Regions from separate parts of the Oryctolagus cuniculus genome. Here region 1 is linked to region 2. The links are chromatin contacts, called in public Micro-C maps. All regions are on one chromosome and are shown on one strand. The core of a region is the stretch at or near the end of the contact, and the rest is flanking DNA. Distances in the headings are between cores, read along the strand shown.

Region 1 (3,117 bases), core at 90-2,589, about 16 Mb after region 2:
TCCGGACACGTAGACAGTGTGTGATCCCTATACTTTGCTTAAGATGCCCCTGTGCGTGGTCCACCCATGCCTGCGTGACCATTTCGCTGACTGGCTCCCCTACTGCGCATGTCCTTTGAAAGCTTTATAAGCCTGTACGCTTCCTCAATGAAGCGGTTCCTGCTTCGACAGAACTCACGGGTGTTGTGATGTGCTCATCACCGTAGACCTTACCCTTCCCGTTCGCCTTGTTGGGGAGTGCTTGTGCTGCCCCTGCTGGTCAGGGGCTAGCTTTGGGCTTGAGACCCCCACAAGTACCAATTAAAAACCAGGCTGCACATTGCACACTTTGCTTGTAAATTCCCTCAGCTCAGTATTCAAGTTCATCCCTGCGTGACAGCAAATCATAATGATGCCGTCTTCAGTCTCACCTTCCCAAATTTCTCTTAGGAAGACAGTGATCTGCCAACCTGACTGGCACCCTTTCTCACAAAGTTTGAGTGCTATCACCAGTCTTTCTGATAAGGCGATTAAGCTCAGCAAGATGCATGAGGGTCTAACTCCTAAAAAAAAAAAAAAATTAAAAAAATTGGAACATAAGTTCCAACCCCCTCCTCCCTTACGATTTGTAAAATCATAAAATCATGCTCGGTCTCACACTGGTGCCCATACGGGATGCCAGCACTGCAGGCGGCGGTTTTACCAGTTACACCACAGCATCAGCCCAAGAAAAGTCTCTTTCAGGCAACAGGATATGGAATGCTGTTGTCCCAATTGGCAGCTTAACCTGCTGTGTCACAAAGCCAGGCCTGGCTTTTTACTGTTGATAATCATATCCCCAGCACCTAGCATGATGTCTGGAATAAAGCAGTCATTTAACACGTATTTATTAAATGAACGCAAAAACTGGGGCCAGCGCTGTGGCACAGTGGGTTAAGCCTCCGCCTGTTCAAGTGCCAGTTGCTCCACTTCCAACCCTGCTAATGAGCCTGGGGAAGCAGTAGAGCATGGCCCAGGTCCTTGGGCCCCTGCACCCCTGTGGGAGACCCAGAAGAAGCTCCTGGCTCCTGGCTTCAGACCAGCCCAGCCTCGGCCGCCGCGGCCATTTGGGGAGTGAACGCTCGGAGGGAAGACCGCTCTGTAACTCTGCCTCTCAGATAAATCAGTGAATCTTAAACACACACACACACTCGTCACAGCTGGTTGTACTCTCTGCCTGCAGCTCCCTGCGCGGACTGACGTAGGCACGGCCAGTGCACTGCTGAAAGGACAAGACCGGGTGACACCTCCTCCGGGTTTCGCTTCTGAGACTCAGGAAAGCGAGTCAGTGCGTGAGGACCAGGATTTTTAACGAGGAAAAGGGGCAGAAGACTCCAGGTAAGAAACTAAGTGCCGTACCAGGAGACGCTTGTTAGCATGTTAGAACTGTGTACGTATAAGGGGCCATGTCTCAAAACCAACTGCGAGCCCAGCGGCGGCACGCCTGCGCAGAGCGGCTCCCACGGCTGGCCCCGGGCTCGGGCCATGACGTGCGCGACGTCGCCGCGGAGCATCCCGGGAGCCAGCGTCCTGCGCACCGGCGTGTGGGGCGGGGCTGTGTCGGCGCGGCCGGAAGTGGTCTCTGAAGCTTCGGCTTGTGGGCGTGAGAGGCTGGCGCCTGGGAAGCCTGGCCGCTCGGATCTCCCTCGTCGGGTCTGGCGACGGTCCCAGCACTTCCGGACCCGGGGTCGGAGTGTGTGCTTCACCACGCGGGAGGGAGGGAAAGCTAGGTATCACCATGGTTACTGCCGGGCCGCGGGGCGCGTGACGTCATCGTGGTTGCGTCGCGTGACGTGGCCCCGGCGGGAGGAAGCCGGGGCGTCCTGGAAGGGGCCCCTCGCGTCCTCCTCGCGGGCGGTCCTGACCGGTCCTTCCTAGGGCTTTGTTCTTTTGTTCCGGCCCCGCCCTGCCCCGTCCGCCCACCTGCAAGCGTCCACGCCCGGCAACAGGTGCGTGCAGCGGCGTCCGAGCCCGCGGGGTCCCCGGCCGTCTGCGAGCTCCTGGGTCGGTGTCCAGGGCGCGCACCGAGCGCTTTTGGCGCTGGAGGCGGAACTGTGTGTCCTGTGTGGCGGGCACCCCACGTGCCTGTCTGGGGCTCTCCCGGACACTTCTGTGGAGCGGGGAGCCTCGCGTGTCGCCCGCCTGACGCCCGGCTTGTGTTCTAGGGCAGCCGGCCTCCGCGCTGCGAGAGGAGCTGGGCGGCTGACCCTCGGCCTGGGAGGACGCCGCAGAGGAGCGGGATGAGCGGAGATGGAAGGTAGCGGGGGAGGACGGCGCGCGGGTCCCGCCGCGGGGAGGCTGGGGGGCGGCCCCTGCGCCCCGAGTGTCCCTGAGCCTCACGACTTCAGCAGTGACCACCTGGAGGTCGGGAGGACTCTGGGGAGCCACCGCGTCAGTGCGGGCGTTAGTTCTGAAATGCCCTTGGCAGGTGGCCAAGCCTGTGCCACAGCGCGTGTGGCGTTGAACTCGCCATTTTGCGTGCGGACAGCCCCGTGGCTGCCTTTGGTTCTTTATGCGGCACAGCAGTGCCTATTCCTGTAACTTCCGCGTTGAGCTCAGCTCTCAGTTCCCCAAAGGAAGGGACCGTTGCTGCCGCTCAGAGTCCGGCACTCAGCTGTCAGAACCGCTGAGAGTTCTCTGCGACTTCCTTGCGCTGTGGAACGCTTCTTTGAGGACTTTCCTGCTTGCCGTCGTTTGGCTTTTATGAAAAACAGTTATTCGTCAGGCAGAGAGACGCAGAGGGGCGGACAGCCTGATCTCCCAACCACTGGTTCACTCCCAGATGCCTACAACGACTGGGGTTAGGCCAGGGAGCCGGAACTCAGGCCGGGTCTCCCACCTGCTGCCTCCCAGGGTGCACGGTAGCAGGAGCTGGAGCTGGGTCAGGCCAGGGGTTGAGCCTGACACTCTGATGTGGGTTGCTGGTGTCCTAAGCTTTGTCCCAACCACTAGGCCGACCCTTCTCAGCATTTTCTAAAACTAAACGCATTCTTTAGATGTGCTTTGAAAAATGCCAGTAAGTGGGAGGTCCCATTTCTTTTGGATATTAGTTTTGCTGTTTGGCATCAGATTGCATTGTCTTTCTTTCTTATTTGGAAG
Region 2 (2,783 bases), core at 117-2,616:
ATCCGGCTCGAAGGACAACAGTTTTGAACCACAAAGACAGAGCAGCAGTAACGAGGATGCTTGGATGCTTATCGCTCAAACTCGCAGACCTTTATTATTTACGTGTATAAAATATGCCCCACAGAAACACGGCACGCCTCTCCCGCTCCCCGAGTATACCCGGAGCCCCCGGCCCACCGGGTTCAGCTGCGAAGACGCGTGTGCTACGCGAAGCGCAAAGGGAGTTCGCTCCCAATTTTCACCAGAGGTTTAGGGCTGGCCTTTGGGGCTCTGTGCTATCCTGGTGAGTACTGAAGAGACTTTAAGCAGCGCTGCGCCTCTCATCACCTAGCGCCTGCGTGCATTCGGAGTTTTTTTTTAAAGGCACCGTCTGCTCCCGGCACGCGCCCGCCCCGCCCGGGATCTTTCTGCACAGCCAGGAAGCGATCTGGCGCCCAGCGCTGTTCTCAGGGCAGTGTTAAAGGATGAGGAGGGAACCGCATCCACGCACTGCCACCAACACCCCCGCACACACACACACAGGACGGGGGAAGAGCTGCCTCCCTTAAAATGAACGCACGTGCAGGCGGCGAAGCGAGAAATGCACAGGATCTCTGGAAGGGAGCTGGGGCCTTTTAAGTGGGGACGTGTTTGCCCCCGCTCTGTCCCTCTGGGCTCAAGTCGGGATGCAAAACTAGTGTTGGGGCCCCCATCAAGGGCGTCGCGCATTGACGAAAAACTGAAAGGCGCCTTTGGGCGTCACTCTGCTCCCACCGAGCACGCGTCGTCAGGGCGCGTCCTGGGGGCGCCCCGGGGGCCCTGCCCGGGTCTGGGTGTCGGGAAGCGCGGTCGCGCCGGGGCCGCCGGGTAGGACCTGGGACAGGAGGGCTGAACCGCACCGGGCTGGCCTGGGTGACCTGACGAATACGTGTGACAGAAACGCACACATGGACTATCACACACACATAAGGAACAAGCCAAGTTCTTCAAATAATTCGCACGCACACTTACTTCAGACATTCACAAAATCAAATTTAAAGTCGTTAAACTGTCTAAAATTTCGAAAGTAAATCTAAACATCTGCAACGTTAAACCACATTTTCAAACATTCAAAACATTCAATACTGTCATGTGAGACTTCAAAACTCTTAGTTTTACATTGAAAATCGAAGTTTACAAAGATGAGTTATCCGTCACCGACACCATATCCGGGTTCTTTGTATAAAATGTTATTTCGATCGTTAGGGCACAAAGAAACTCGGCAAATACTGCCCCGCGAACTTCCCGGAGCCCTGCCTCACTCGCCCGCGCCTCTTCAGGGCGTTCAACCGGGCGTGTTACGTCGTTCTCGTAACGTTATTTCCGGTTCCGGTTCCGTCACCCCACCTCTGGAGAGGCGTCACTTCCGCTCTCCCGATTTTTCATCCTTCCCCCAGCTCAACTCTCACTTCTGACCTGACACCCTCAAATCCGCCCTCTTGGGCCAGCTTCCGTCCCTCAGTCTTTTCATTGTTGTCATCTCCTCGCCCTGCCCTTCGCGGCAAGCTGTCGCTCATTGCGTAGTCACCGCCCCAGTCCCGCCCCTCGTAGCACGTCGTCGCACGACGAGTGCGTAATCGCCACGGCGCTTTACGGCTGTCGTGCTCCCTGTCTCTGTCAGCATGGAGGTGGAGGAGTCGGAGAAGGCAGCCACGGAACCAGATCCGCCAGAAGGGACGGAGCAGGAACTAGAGGAGGAAGAGGACCAGGAGGAATCCACAGAAACGGGCCGCAGCAAGAAGAAGCGGGTGGTGCCGGGAATTGTATACTTGGGCCACGTCCCGCCGCGCTTCCGTCCCTTGCACGTGCGCAACCTCTTGAGCGCCTACGGAGAGGTCGGACGCGTGTTCTTTCAGGCGGAAGGTAGGAGCGCGGGCGCGCTCTGTGAACTCTCGAGGCGCTGGCCTGGTGCATCGTAGGAATGGGATCTCTGAGCGGGCGGGGCGGGGGGCGGGCCTACTGGCCCCTTAGTTCTGGGCTTGCGGCCTTTGGGTTCCGATCTCGTGTGCGCCTACTTCTGTGCCTACTGATGCGCTGAGCGATAGTGCAGTTGGAATAAAAACATCAGGAACTTTCCTATTTTAGCCACTTGAAAGAGTTAAAGAGAGACAGAGAGAGGCCTTCCATCTACTGGTTCACTCCCCAAATGGCTGCAGTGGCCGGAGCTGAGCTGATCTGAAGCCAGGCGCTTCCTCCGGGTCTCCCACATGGGTGTAGGGGCCCAAGGACTTGGGCCATCCTCCACTGCCCTCCGAGGCACACGATCCAGGGAGCTGGTTCCCTGAATCCAGGGAGCTGGATCGGAAGTGGAGCAGCCGGGACTCGAACCTGCACCCATATGGGATGTCTGCACTGCAGGCCAGGGGTTCAATCCACTGCGCCACAGTGCCGGCCCCTGTACAAGTTTTTGGTAGCGTGCAGGGCAGACCTAAGGAGTGACATTTGAGGAAGTGTTGATCTAGATAAAGGAAAGGGTGTGTGAGGCAGAGTGTATCTCACAGTTCATTCTTTCCAGAGACTGTGAGGGGGTACCCCGTAGGCGAGCTAAGAGAATGGCGCGGCCAGTGGGAGGCGCGTCTGGGGTGCCGAGTCCCGAGCTCAGCTCTGTCTTTGGTACGCAGATCGGTTCGTGAGACGCAAGAAAAAAGCAGCAGCAGCGGCCACAGGAGGAAAAAAGCGGTCGAAGTACAGCAAAGACTACACCGAAGGCTGGGTAGAGTTTCGGGACAAGCGCATAGCCAAGCGCGTGGCGGCCAGTCTGCACA

What was found. A called contact is a pair of places that touch in the nucleus more often than the background predicts.
Region 1: a Micro-C map of ear pinna shows a contact between it and region 2, with 5 times the contacts expected there. The contact joins the promoter of ZNF184 here to the promoter of ABT1 in region 2. A contact is called at or near these places in 2 of 6 Hi-C or Micro-C datasets (ear pinna and an unstated tissue).

The regions. Positions count from the first base shown.
Region 1 is chr5:169,996,318-169,999,434 of mOryCun1.1, forward strand. It overlaps ZNF184 (zinc finger protein 184), which reads left to right and starts at 1,340. Exons shown (of 6, transcript XM_051834677.2): 1 at 1,340-1,356; 2 at 2,184-2,275. The coding sequence starts at 2,269.
Region 2 is chr5:153,680,461-153,683,243 of mOryCun1.1, forward strand. ABT1 (activator of basal transcription 1) reads left to right here and starts at 1,367. Exons shown (of 3, transcript XM_002714190.5): 1 at 1,367-1,881; 2 at 2,640-2,783. The coding sequence starts at 1,641. It overlaps TRNAY-GUA (transfer RNA tyrosine (anticodon GUA)), which reads left to right; the gene lies at 1-15.